2 separate regions of the Gasterosteus aculeatus genome follow, and region 2 is linked to region 1. Evidence: chromatin contacts called from public Hi-C data. All regions are on one chromosome and are shown on one strand. Each heading gives the region's core, a stretch centred on a gene start, on an enhancer-like site or on the middle of the called end of the contact. The rest is flanking DNA. Distances are from core to core; before and after follow the strand shown.

The links. A called contact is a pair of places that touch in the nucleus more often than the background predicts.
Region 2: a contact with region 1 is called in a Hi-C map of whole body, with 3 times the contacts expected there. The contact joins the promoter of ssh1a here to the enhancer-like site in region 1. A contact is called at or near these places in 4 of 6 Hi-C or Micro-C datasets (liver, skeletal muscle, tail fin and 1 more).

What each region holds. Positions count from the first base shown.
Region 1 is chr13:10,663,335-10,666,410 of fGasAcu3.hap1.1, forward strand. The region is part of intron 4 of LOC120830487; the gene reads right to left. Among protein-coding and RNA genes, the nearest start is that of LOC120830556, 12 kb to the left of the region's middle. Within about 2 kb of position 1,502, at least 4 of the 9 cell types and tissues checked have open chromatin away from gene starts, as enhancers often do. A contact at or near this core is called in liver, where this site is marked.
Region 2 is chr13:10,700,584-10,703,659 of fGasAcu3.hap1.1, forward strand. It overlaps ssh1a (slingshot protein phosphatase 1a), which reads right to left and starts at 1,629. Exons shown (of 15, transcript XM_040196687.2): 1 at 1,274-1,629. The coding sequence starts at 1,354. LOC120831316 (D-amino-acid oxidase) reads left to right here and starts at 1,731. Exons shown (of 11, transcript XM_040196693.2): 1 at 1,731-2,263.

The DNA of each region.
Region 1 (3,076 bases), core at 252-2,751:
AGCGGATATAACCACATCGATACGCCGGTGTTTTGTTATCAGACTGAACAGAGGAACAAGTTCCATGGGTTAGTACAGCCTAACACGACGCCTGTACAAATCACAGGGAGTAAGAGCCTCGCTAGGGTTACAGGCCAAATCATTTGATCATTTCATACATTACATTTGCTTGACTGAGCAAGTATAGTGATTAAAGAATGCAGTATGTGAAAGCGCGGGGGATTTTTACGTGCAGTATGTGAAAAATCCCCATATCTTGTCTAAACCTCACCAGACGGCTGAACACACCCTGAAATGTACCCTGGAGCAGAGTGTAAAGAAAGCAGACTTTGACACTTCTGTCAATAGGGATGTATGAGCCACCATCCGGTATCAGATAACAGTACCATTACACGTGAGACCGGTGACCTCCCCTCTGCAGCTGGGTCGACTTCATTTTCATGCAGTGGACCACAGAACAAGGGAAATGTGCACTATGCGATACATGCGACATCTGCGTATGTCAAAGTCATCTCAGCCGCACAGATGTACATTACAGCAGACCTTTCCTGCACGCGATTTCCTGGACACAGAGGGAACAGGAAGTGGAGCAGGAAGGACACAGACTGATGACCAGCTGTGGCAAACGGAACAGCACAAACACTGTTTACAAGGTTGTCACAACAAATAAGGGTTATGGATCGTTTTCAGAACACTTTTCAATAACCAGTTAGTGTTGGGTAATCAATACCGATCTGCTGGTTTATGTTGAAGAGAAGCAGGGAGTAGACAGTGACCAGGTATTGTTTGTATATTATCCCAGTTTACAAAGATGTGGCAACTCTGAACAGAATGTTTACGCACCCATATGGTGTAATTAAAAGTGTGTAAAATGAGCATAAATTCATGTGCTTCCTTGAAGAAACTAAGATTAAGACTTACGGGATCAGTGTTTCAACATTCAGACACCTCTCAGCACACCAGTTCAGACATGCTGCAAAGATTCCTACACAACCTCATACTCGTTTCTCAGCTCAGCTCTCCCAACATTTTCCATCAATACTTTTCACTTGAGTAAATAGAAGAAGAAAAAAAGAATTCTATACTAGAAATGTTTTCAGCAGAGCAAAGGCCTGGGGCTCGACCTCCTGATCAGCCCGAGCGAGTTAGAGGAGACCGGCAGCGGGACTAGAGAGCCCGGTGTTCCACACCTCGGCCTCAGGCACCACTGGTATGACTAATGGGAGCAGGAGGGCCGCGACGGTGTCAAATGTGGCCCCCTTTGAGGTGTCAATGGTGCCGATGGACACGTTTTGAAATTGCAGGGTATGAAAATCAAACACAAGTGGCTGCTTTGAGTATGTAAAAAAACACATCTGCCGATACGATACGCAGAGCAGGAATGCGGTTTACTATCAAATGTTATCATCGGAATGCCTCACACGGACAAGAGTTCAGCTGAAAACAACAACCCAAAGCTGCACACAGGGTTGCTTGTGACACACCGCAGTGGGTTACATTTTCCTGTGGAAACTTGTTGCAAATTTGCCCTGAAGTTCAGCCCTTCACAACGGCCGAAGGGAGAAGGCAAGTCTGTATTTGTCTTAAAATGAGGCACTTGTACTAAAAACATCAAGGGGAATGTGATCCACACACACACACACACACACACACACACACACACACACACACACACTCTGAGGTGTCCTCCATGAGCGGCAGAGGCAAGATGGGAAATCGGACATGAATTAATCCCAAGGGGATAAAAGGTTTCACAGAATACACGTGGACATAACAGCTGGTGGCCGACTGGCAGCTCAGTGATGCATTTCAGAAGGAACAGAAGTGTCTGTCGGGAGTCTTTGCTCCTCTCCAACATAGAATAGTTTGAAGTTCTACAAAATATTTGAATGAATAAATATAGCTCCAAGTCAAACACCATTTCATTGTATCGGACAGGGTTCTGGTAAACAGACATCTTAAATCAGGGATCTGTTAATGTTACTAAAGATTTATATGTCTCTACCTACTTAGACTGAAATAAACTGAAACAGAGACAAGAGGTGTGTTCAACCACACCGAATCATCATTTGATATTACAGACTTTGAATTGCATTTGACGCATGTAATTTAGTTTTTTACTATCTGTGTGTGAGGAACTGCAGTTAAAAAGTGATGACCAGGGATTAAGTTGGGATTTGAGCTAAATGAACATGTTCAGCAGAGCGTGCTCACCACATAAGAGTCTATTAGTGTCAAGTCATGGCAATTGATTCTCAGACACAGACAAACCTGACAGTAATCCTCGGAGTGGATTTTAGGAGCCAAAAGGCCATTTTGAAGAAACTTCCACTAATTCAGACCCTACACAAGCATTGTTCGCAATCGCTTGATGGTATTGAATAGTAGTCACAGTGATCCATCATCACAAGAGATTACCATGACGGTGGAGAAGTTTGTTCATTTCCTGTTGGGAGCTATTAAAACGTTGAGCAGTCGTCTCGTCCTACAGCTTTTTGACAGCGAAAGGCTTCACGCCCGCAGAAGAAGCGGCAGCTCACCGCAAATCTAACTGCAATACATTGGTTATTAGTTTTTAAAAAAGCTAAAGAAAACTGACAAAAAGGCAACTAAATGTGATTACCACTGTGACCCAGGGAGAGGTGTTAAGATTTGAACTAACGGACGCTTCAGGATGCCACATCCTGGTGTCCATTATTTGAATAAAAAAATAAACCCAACTAGGTTAAATAAGAAAATCATTTTAGATTCAATCTGCTACAAATCTACATTTTATTTCCTAGTTAAATTTGTCAAAATTCCTCCATATTGTTACCTCGGTTTGCAATATTTATCAAGACCATCACGGTCAGCTGGCCGGTTCTGTAACACTCGACACAGAAAAATCACACTTTCGCAACACTAACATAAACCACCCAAGCAAGAAAAGCATCTCCAAGGCAACCAGCCTTCGAGTACGGGGAGCGTGCTTAGCCAGACTTGTGAAAATAATTTTGTCGAGGAAACCCACCAAAACAAAAAACACCCACACAGAAAGGGGCCAAATTCAGCAGTTGAACACCTAACAAGTCCATAA
Region 2 (3,076 bases), core at 379-2,878, 37 kb after region 1:
GTGTTTCATGATAAGGACTTACAGTACCGCTGATCAGGATTTAGTGGCATCAAGCAGGGAGCGAAACGCTCACCCCACCCTGACCAAGCGCATCGGAGACCAGTAGGACCAATTGCCGTCGATACATTGAGCAAGTTTGCTTTTTTTATGCTAATTAAAGTTAGCATAAGTCTGCCTCTGGAGAACAAGAGCCATCCGACCGCTGCTCAGTGGCCCACAGCATGTAGACTGAGAAGGTTTTATCATCCAACTAGTGTTAGATGACATCATAGCTGCAGCAGTTTCCTGCCTGCTTTATCTATAGCCCCCCCCCATCCCCATCCCCATCCCTTCCCCTCAGTGCAGAAATGAAAACCAGACAAACAAACAAAAGGAACTATCAAAACAAGGAATGTATTTGTAATAAGTAACAACTGTGCATGCATTTGAACATGTGGGGTTTTAATGGTCTGTGACAGACAGCTGTCATCTCCTGTGGTTTGGTGCCTGTTCGTGGCTGGTGGTTTGCGCCCTCTTGTGACAGAGAAGAGAAAACACTTGTACTTGGAAGAGGCAAAGGAAGTTATATTTGAATGATATCGTTTGGATTCTAGGACAATGCCGTTTAGCTTTCAGTGAGTTCCTGGAAAAAAATAGTGTCTCAAACTGCTGATAGAGAAACACACGAAAATCTTTTTTTCCTCCCTCCCCTTATTGGCCGTTTACCGGACGGGAAATCTCTTTTACGTCCCTGTTCGGTGTCGCCGTGGTGCTGATGGTGTGAGAGAGACACACACACACACACACACACACACACACACACACACACACACACACACACACACACACACACAGTGTGTGATAACACCTTAAATACATCAGTGTCAATCAATGTCATGTTTCCATTTCAGCCACTCACATCAGCACCGGCTAACTCAAATCATTCATTAAGACGTTTGTCAAATTCAGCAGCTCTTTCAAATCAACGCAACATTTAACAGGTGTGAGAGGTTTTTTTTCTAATTAATTTGTTGGTATTTTATAGAAACGACAAGTCCAGCCGCCTTTTTTTTTAACATAACTTAGTTTACCGTTAGTGGTGAACAGCAGCGTCTCGTGATGAGTAACGGAGACGTTTGCTAGCTACCGATGAAGCCCGAGCTAGCATAACGTTAACCAACGGCGCTAATTTAGCTCCAATCAGCGGGCCTCTTTCTCAAGACAACACCTTACGACAACACCTTCACGCCCGCGGCCCGTCGTTTTTTTTTTGACCCCGGGGAACCGGACTGACCTCCCCCGCGGTGGTGGTTGCTGTGCTGGCGGTGGACGCGGCGCTCGGCGTCGGGGACCGTTGCAGAGTAACCAACGCCATGGCTGGAAGCTGCGGATGCACCGGCCGGCCGCTGGGCTTGCTGAGCTGCTAGCTGCTAGCTGCCGAGCTAACGATGCAACTGATGGACGGACGTATGGGTGGATGGAGGGAGGGAGCGAGATGAGCCGCGTGGGTCCCGCAGGAAGTGCCGCCTTCACGGCCCTGGCCGCCTCGATGGCACTTCGAACTATGTGGTGATACAATGAATACCACTTAACAAAACATCAAGGCAAAAGCCATTTTTAATGCAGCCCGAGTACGGCTTTGTAAACAACAAAGACAATTTAGACAACATAGAACATGAACACACAAAAATAAAAATAACTGATCTTGAATATGATTTAGCAAAATTAGACCGTAGTATTATTAATTACTATAGCACCAATGATAATTTGATACAATAAAAATGGTGATCAATATTATTATTATTATTATTATCTCTAAAGTGTGGCTGTGCTTGATGTCTGTGGGTGCTGAATGTGATTCAACTCAGACGTGTACTTGTACATTTAGTCCTGGAAACAATCATATTATTGGAGGCAGTCCTATGAGTACTAGTAAACTGTAACTGTAAACAAACAATAGGCGGCTAGGCATCAAGCTATTCAACTAAAATATACGATAACAAATTTTCACTCCATGATATAACAATAACGTGTGGACACATTCATGTCCACGAACAGTAAAAAGGGAAAAATAGCGAAAAGGAAGCACTGATACATGGTTTGATTGTTAAGTTTGGAAATTGGATTGTGACGCGCATCACAATCGATCTAATACGTGCTGAGAGGCATCTAGCTCCGCCCCCGGCCCACGTGACCGCGGCACCGAGGGGTGAGTAAAGGAAAGAGTGTTTGCTGTGACCGACTTCACCAAGTTCTACGCTGGTGGCTGAAGACTTGACTGAAGGTAAAGCAAAACTGTTTTGGAAATCAACAGTTCGGTTGCGAGTGGATCGTCTGTAATAATCGCATTCGATTTGTTTACATTACGCAGCATTTACATAAATAACCAACCTCGTTCCACGTCAGCGATTTCAAATGCAAATACAAATGAAGTCCCATTTCTGTTACATAATTGACTGCGGTCAACTAAGCAGACACTTGAATTTTATTGCACGTTTATGCTAATATTTACGGTATATATTGGAACATGTATTAGAATACACGTTGACTGGAACTATTGAGAAAAGTATTTTTATTGCAGTTCAAAAATGGATGGTCCTTTTGAACTTTGAAATATAGGGCTTTTAATTTGGATAATTATCTAACTTTGTACAGTAAAAGTAGTCAGAATGGTCCTGAACACACATACCACAGTTATTGTCCAGAATCTTCAAAGATTCTGGACAATAACTGTGGTATGTGTGTGGTATGTGTGTTACTTGTTTTTTGTATTCCGGTTACTTGTTTAATACCGTAAATGTCAGCATACACGTGCACTAAAATTCAAGTGTCTGCTGAGTTGACCGCAGTGATAATTGAGTTGTCAAAATGGTTTTCACACTGGGAAGACTTCTAAACGCCAACTCCTAAACGTTTCAACTCAATATATCTGTCCAATCATTACTAAAGCTGCTTCCATACCACTACAACTAATAATGCACTTTTAATCATATAGGTAATACATGGATTATAAACAGAATATTTTCACCATTGCTATTCTAGTGTATTATAACTCAAGATTGACTTCCAAGATGTTGGCCTGCACACATCTGGGATG